2 separate regions of the Mus musculus genome follow, and region 1 is linked to region 2. A link is a contact called in public promoter capture Hi-C data. All regions are on one chromosome and are shown on one strand. Each heading gives the region's core, a stretch centred on a gene start, on an enhancer-like site or on the middle of the called end of the contact. The rest is flanking DNA. Distances are from core to core; before and after follow the strand shown.

Evidence for each region. Promoter capture Hi-C pulls out the DNA fragments that hold promoters and counts their contacts.
Region 1: a promoter capture Hi-C map of hippocampal neurons shows a contact between it and region 2, with 7 times the contacts expected there. The contact joins the enhancer-like site here to the promoter of Dact1 in region 2. A contact is called at or near these places in 11 of 39 promoter capture datasets (the 3T3-L1 cell line, the HPC-7 cell line, cranial neural crest and 6 more), 6 of 484 Hi-C or Micro-C datasets (cerebral cortex, embryonic fibroblasts, nephron progenitors and 1 more), 13 of 115 datasets of contacts at active chromatin or transcription factors (VIP interneurons, craniofacial prominence, embryonic basal ganglia and 10 more) and 3 of 9 other capture datasets (adipose tissue, embryonic stem cells and pancreatic islet).

The regions. Positions count from the first base shown.
Region 1 is chr12:71,623,082-71,625,781 of GRCm38.p6, forward strand. All of the region lies in intron 2 of 9630002D21Rik (a long non-coding RNA gene), which reads left to right. Among named protein-coding and RNA genes, the nearest start is that of Gm46356, 5.2 kb to the right of the region's middle. Within about 2 kb of position 1,265, at least 16 of the 459 cell types and tissues checked have an H3K27ac peak or open chromatin away from gene starts, as enhancers often do. A contact at or near this core is called in hippocampal neurons, where this site is marked.
Region 2 is chr12:71,308,292-71,311,208 of GRCm38.p6, forward strand. Dact1 (dishevelled-binding antagonist of beta-catenin 1) reads left to right here and starts at 1,593. Exons shown (of 4, transcript NM_021532.4): 1 at 1,593-2,016. The coding sequence starts at 1,693. It also overlaps a transcript of 2700049A03Rik not described here.

The DNA of each region.
Region 1 (2,700 bases), core at 15-2,514, 310 kb after region 2:
CCCCTTTAACAGGGGTTGCATGTCAGATATCCTGCATAACAGATATTTACATTATGATTCATAACAGTAGCAAAATTACAATATGAAGTAGCAACAAAATAATTTTATGGTTGGGGGTCACCACAGCGTGAGGAACTGTATTACACGGTCACAGCATTAGGAAGGCTGAGGACCACTGGGTTATTTCTTTGCTTCCAATAATAAAAGCTACACAAAACTAAAATACGGCCTTCGAAAGAGCACAGAACCCAAATCCCGGCCATGTCAAAACAGCCTGGGTGTTTGAAGATGATGTATTGCCTGGAAATTACCCTTTCAGTGTATAACCAAGCCCACAATTATTTGAGCTTCCTCAAACTCACAAACAAATTAATTTTCTTACATAAGTACCCCGCCTACATCACAGAATTCCCTCTACAGCCATCAGGAGGAGAAACTGGAGCTGCTTCAGGGACACCCAGCCTTTTTACTTACAAAAGCAGAACACTCCCCAGCCTGGGGAAGAAGAGGAGCATGGCTAAGGGACTCAGCTTGGGTGTGCAGTTTTAAAGTTTTATTTCCACCCAGAAAGATATGTGATGTGCGCCCAGCCTCGGGGAGCAATGCAGCTGGGTTCCAAGGCAAGAATGCGGGAATTTATATCTTATGAATGGGGTAGAACTCAAACCAAAGCACCTCGTGTGTCTACAGTGCAAAAGCAAGCAGCTAGGTAAAGAGAAAAACCAGGGCCACGTGGGGACCAAAACCTAAAGCCTAGTGTTTGGAGCCAAATGGGTTAGGAAGCTAGCTACTGGTGCTCATATTAAAGTCATCTGCAGTCAGCATTGGGCTAGGGCATAGCGATGAGTACTGTGTCATTCACAACCCTGTCAGGAGCCAGAAACTACAAACACTTCCATAATAATAATAGCAGCAAGCCCTTAATACTAGGATCTATTATATAATAAGGGATCAAGAGGCAAACCAGATCGTATGTCATCACTAAGGCGGATGAAAGCAGCTCCTGTCCCTAGATCTGGAGGGATAGAAAAGGAGTGTGTGGAAGATGGTTCAACATGGACTGAAGAGATCAGACTGGGGCGCAGGGCTGTTCCAGCTCAGGTGACATAGGAAGTCCTGAAGCCTCCATGCCTTAAGCAGAGATTATCTCCAGGGTACGATCCATTTCCTTGCGTTTTATTTTTAGCTTCCAGAAACCATCTGCCTTCCTTGGCTTGTTGCCTCTTCCTCACACAGCCCCTGCTCTTATCCTAGTTTCCATCTCTCACGCTGGCTCCTGGACCCCACGCTCACTTAGAAAGACGCTGGGTGCATCCAAACGGCCCAAACCAAAGCCTGAGCCTTAATCCCACTGACTTTTTGAGAAAGGTAACGATTTACAAATGCTGGGGTTGGTATGTGGGTCTTTTCCAACCTAGCACTCCATTAATGTCAAAACAGTCCACCTAGCCATGACGGCTCTTACTCGGCAGCAGGGTCCTCAACAAGTAGAGGTAGTGCCTGTAAGAATTTAAATGGTTTGTCTCCTTATACTTTCAGATGAAAGACTAACGTGTTAACTTGATAGCATTGTGTTGCTGCAGAAACAGTGGCATTTCCACATGTTGCTTCCTCATCCAGGGGTGGTTGTTAGACAGCTCTGAATCAGCACGTGGTTCATCAATTATTCCCTGGCAACGGCAGCCAGAATCAGGACAGGACGGTTTTGCTCTACAGCTCTTCATTCATCAATGTGAGACATTATTCTTCACGAAGTCTTTAACGCGTCCTCTGAAGTGTCCCAAGAGACCCACTCTATCTATTTTTCACCAGTGCCCCTGGGCCTCTGGGTCATTACATCACTCCACTCTGTGGGCCCTCAGAACTCTTGCAGAGTTTGTCTGGTTTGTGAATATTCATTGCAATTTAATTCCCATTAAACCTTCCTCCTGGTACTAATGGGACACTCAGAGGAGCCTTCCTAGATTAGGCAATATGTAAGAGAACACCTGTCTTATTCAGAGTCCTGCACTGCGGTGTCTGGGGAAGTCATTTGGTCCTCCCAGAGGACTTTGTCTGGCCTTTTTAAATTCATTCTCTCTTTTAAGGGCCACCTAAAGTCTTTCTCTGGGAAGTCTTTATCTCAAATCTTCATTCTCTTGACATGGCACTTGGAAGTGTCCAGAAACAGCACTCCTCAATCTAACTCAAGTGTTATGGGGCCCCAGGGCAGTGACCCGGGGAGTGTGCAGACATCAAGGCCAGGACGGGAAGTCCAAAGGACACTCATTCATCAAGGGGCTTGAGCAGACCTAAAGCAGTACAGAGGCCTGCCAAGAATTCCTGGTTTAAAGATCTAGGTAACTGGAAATGAGGAAAACAAAACAAAACAAAACAAAACAAACAAGCAACAACAACAGAGGGACAGGACCATTGAAAACGACGCACCAGTGCCTATAGAATCCTGTTACACATAGGACTCAATATTTGTAAAGTGGCTCAGAGATGTACCCTCAACACTGACCACAGGAGAAAAAGCAACCAATGAAAAGAGCAGAGGGTGAATCAATCTCTGCTACTATTGTGGCCTCAACAGAAGAGGAAAGGATGGGCCGGTGAGCTGGGTCAGGTGATAAGGGCTTGCTAGCCGTCCAAGACCCCTGACCTAAGTTCAGTCCTCAGACCCATTTGAAGGTGGAAGGAAAGCCGGCTACGCAAAGT
Region 2 (2,917 bases), core at 343-2,842:
ACCTAGCGAGAGCACCGGTACTATGAGGGTATTAAAACAGTTCCTGCCTTCAGGGAGCTTTTATGACGTAGCTGGAGAGAAGATACACAAGGAACACCTAAGCACACAGATTGTGTGTGCCCAGAAAGAGAACCAGACAATAGTGTGTGAGAAAGACCAGGCACTCATGCAGTTAACCAGTGGGGGCAGGGGGGCGGGTATGGGGCATAGGGCATGAACAAATTGATCTTGGAAGATTAGACCACATAGAGAGTAAAAAGAGAGAGAATTCCTTGCTGAAGTGAGCAGCTGGGCAAAGGTGTAAAATTCTGAAGTCATGACCTGAAATGTGTTCCTTCATAGAACACTTTGTCTTAATGATCTCAAATTGTGACTCCCTAAATTTAATTTCTGAGGTTCTAGGATTCAAGGCATGAGGTGCAGCTCCCATAAGCCAGCTAATGGCGTTTCCAGATAGATCCCCGAGCCAATGAAATACCCACTGAGTGGCATCCCAAGGACACAAGGTCAAATCCTGAATGGTATTTTAGGGGAATTCTAAAATAAGTTCCCCTGGGGTCGGGGAAGAAACCCCATGAGCACAATATCGTTCTCTCTCTCTCTGTCCTCGACCCTGAGATCTGCCTGCCTCTGCCTACTAAGTGCTGGGACTAAAAGCATGTGCCACCTCTGCCTCCCGGAGAGAGATAACTATTTAAAGATTTATGTGCTGGACCACCGCATATGTATTATACGTCGTTTGCCACTGTAATTCTTAGAATAGACTGGTCTGTTAGCTCCATTTTACTATTGGGTAAACGGAGGCACAAGGAGGGCACTTAACTTGCTATTCGTGGAATCAGATTCAGACAGTCTGGATTCGGAGTCAGGGCTCTAGTGAACAGAAGCTAAGGAACGGTAAAAAACAAAACAAAACAAAACAATAGGTGCTCACACGCCACCCCTCATAAAGTCTGGGCTTTTATAGGAATTGATGCGAACGCTGGCCTCACAACAGCATCCTTCTGTAAGACTTGAAAGGCCTTCTTCAGCAAAGCTCCGATTAAAAGCTGAAACAAACAAAAAGAGTTTTAGAACAACGTCCTTGCTTGTTTTTTTTTTTTCCTTCCAGTTACAAAATAGAGTTTAAAACAAAGGCGACCTCCAAACCCAAGTCTACAGAAGTGGTGTTCTGAGTACCGAGTGGACATTAGCTTGGGATGAAGAAACCCAGAGCCAAGGGAGAGGACTTGGAGCGTGGACACGTGAGGAAGGGGTTAAGTTTCAGAAAGTTGTCCCGGGAGCCCAAAGCCACGGCGCCCGCGGACCGGCCCTCGGGGCTGGCTGTAACAAGATGCTCGGCCCTCACCCGCCACCGCTGCCGGAGATGGAGCCGAGCCAATCGGCGCCGAGGGGACCGCGGTGCCGCAGGACCGAAAAAGGGGGCGCGGAGCCGGGGCGGGGCCGGGGCGGGGCGCAGGCGGCCCCGGCGCCTGACAGGAGCTGATCGCCGCGAGCCGGCGGAGGCGGCGGCGGGCGGGCGGGCGAGCAGGCGGGGTGTCGGGGCCGGGAGTGACGTAGCGTGGCCGGGGCGTTATCAGCTGCGGGGCGGCAGACGGGAGCAGCGCGGGATGCGAGTGCGGGCGGCATGAGCTCGCGGCCGGGGCCCTAGCGTGTGCTGCTGCTCCCGGGCTGGCGGGGCCTCGGGGGGTCATGAAGCCGGACGCAGCGCGCGAGCCGGAGCCGCTGAGCCCCGGCCGGGGCGCGGAGGCCGAGGGGCGCTGGCGCGAGAGGGGCGAGGCGGACACGGAGCGGCAGCGTACCCGCGAGCGCCAGGAGGCCACGCTGGCGGGGCTGGCGGAGCTGGGGTACCTGCGGCAACGCCAAGAGCTGCTGGTGCGCGGTGCGCTGCGCTGCTCCGGGACCGTGGGGACCGTCGCGCCGCGCTCCGGGGAGCTGCGGGGAGACGCGGCGCAGCGCAGCCGCCTGGAGGAGAAGTTCCTGGAAGAGAACATCTTGCTGCTGCGAAGGCAGTTGGTAGGTGGTGGCCGGTGGCCTGTCTGGAGGGTGGGCTGATGGCCTCTGGCTGTGGGATCCCTGGCCGCGACGTGACCCCCACCTCGATTTTCCCTGAGCCCGTGGTGTCTCGGATGCCCGCTGCCCATGACTTCCACGCGTTGCTGGCGGATGCCTGCTTTGTGTCACCTGAGGAGCTGGCGGATTGCGGGGAGGGGTGGCTGCTCATCTATCCTGCATTTGGAATTCTTGGAGTCCCTTGGTTCCAGCCTTAAAGTTAGGCTACTGCATGCCCCCTTCCTCCGAGGTTTGCAACCCCCACTTAAAATGCCATTTCACCTTATGGTCTCCCTGGTTATCCCTCCCCGGGAAGGAGGGGGGGGGGTGCGCACAAAAGCGAGGAAGAGGCTTGTTGCTTGCCTAACTGTCCAACATTGAGTTTTACGGTTACGGCGAAGCTCCTGCTGGGAGCCGTGCCCTACCCGGTGCTTTCTCTCCTGCAAGTCTCTTTTGCCTGGGCTGGTGCTTAGTTTTAAATAGAAGTCCTTTGTATAAGGCAGCTAAAACTAGATGCAAATACTGGCAATTTGGCCGGAGACCCTGCCCCCTCCTCTTTTATCCGGTCCGCCAGCTGTGCTTGGTGGTGGAGGTGGGAGAAGAGAGAACCTGCTCGCTGGGAGTATTTATCTTATTGGATTTCTGTCACTGTCTCAGTCGTTCTGTGCAGTCTTCATTAGCAAGGAAGAAAAAGAACTTTGGACCTTCATGTGTTGAGAACAGCTTTTGATGCTGCCTCAAAATAATGGCGGCAGCTTTGTTTCAGTGACCTCAAAATGTAGTTTTGGAAACAGCAAAAAGATTATTATCCCAGCGTGTTGTATTAGACTACTTAAGCTATATAATGGCCCCCTGAAAGTGATGT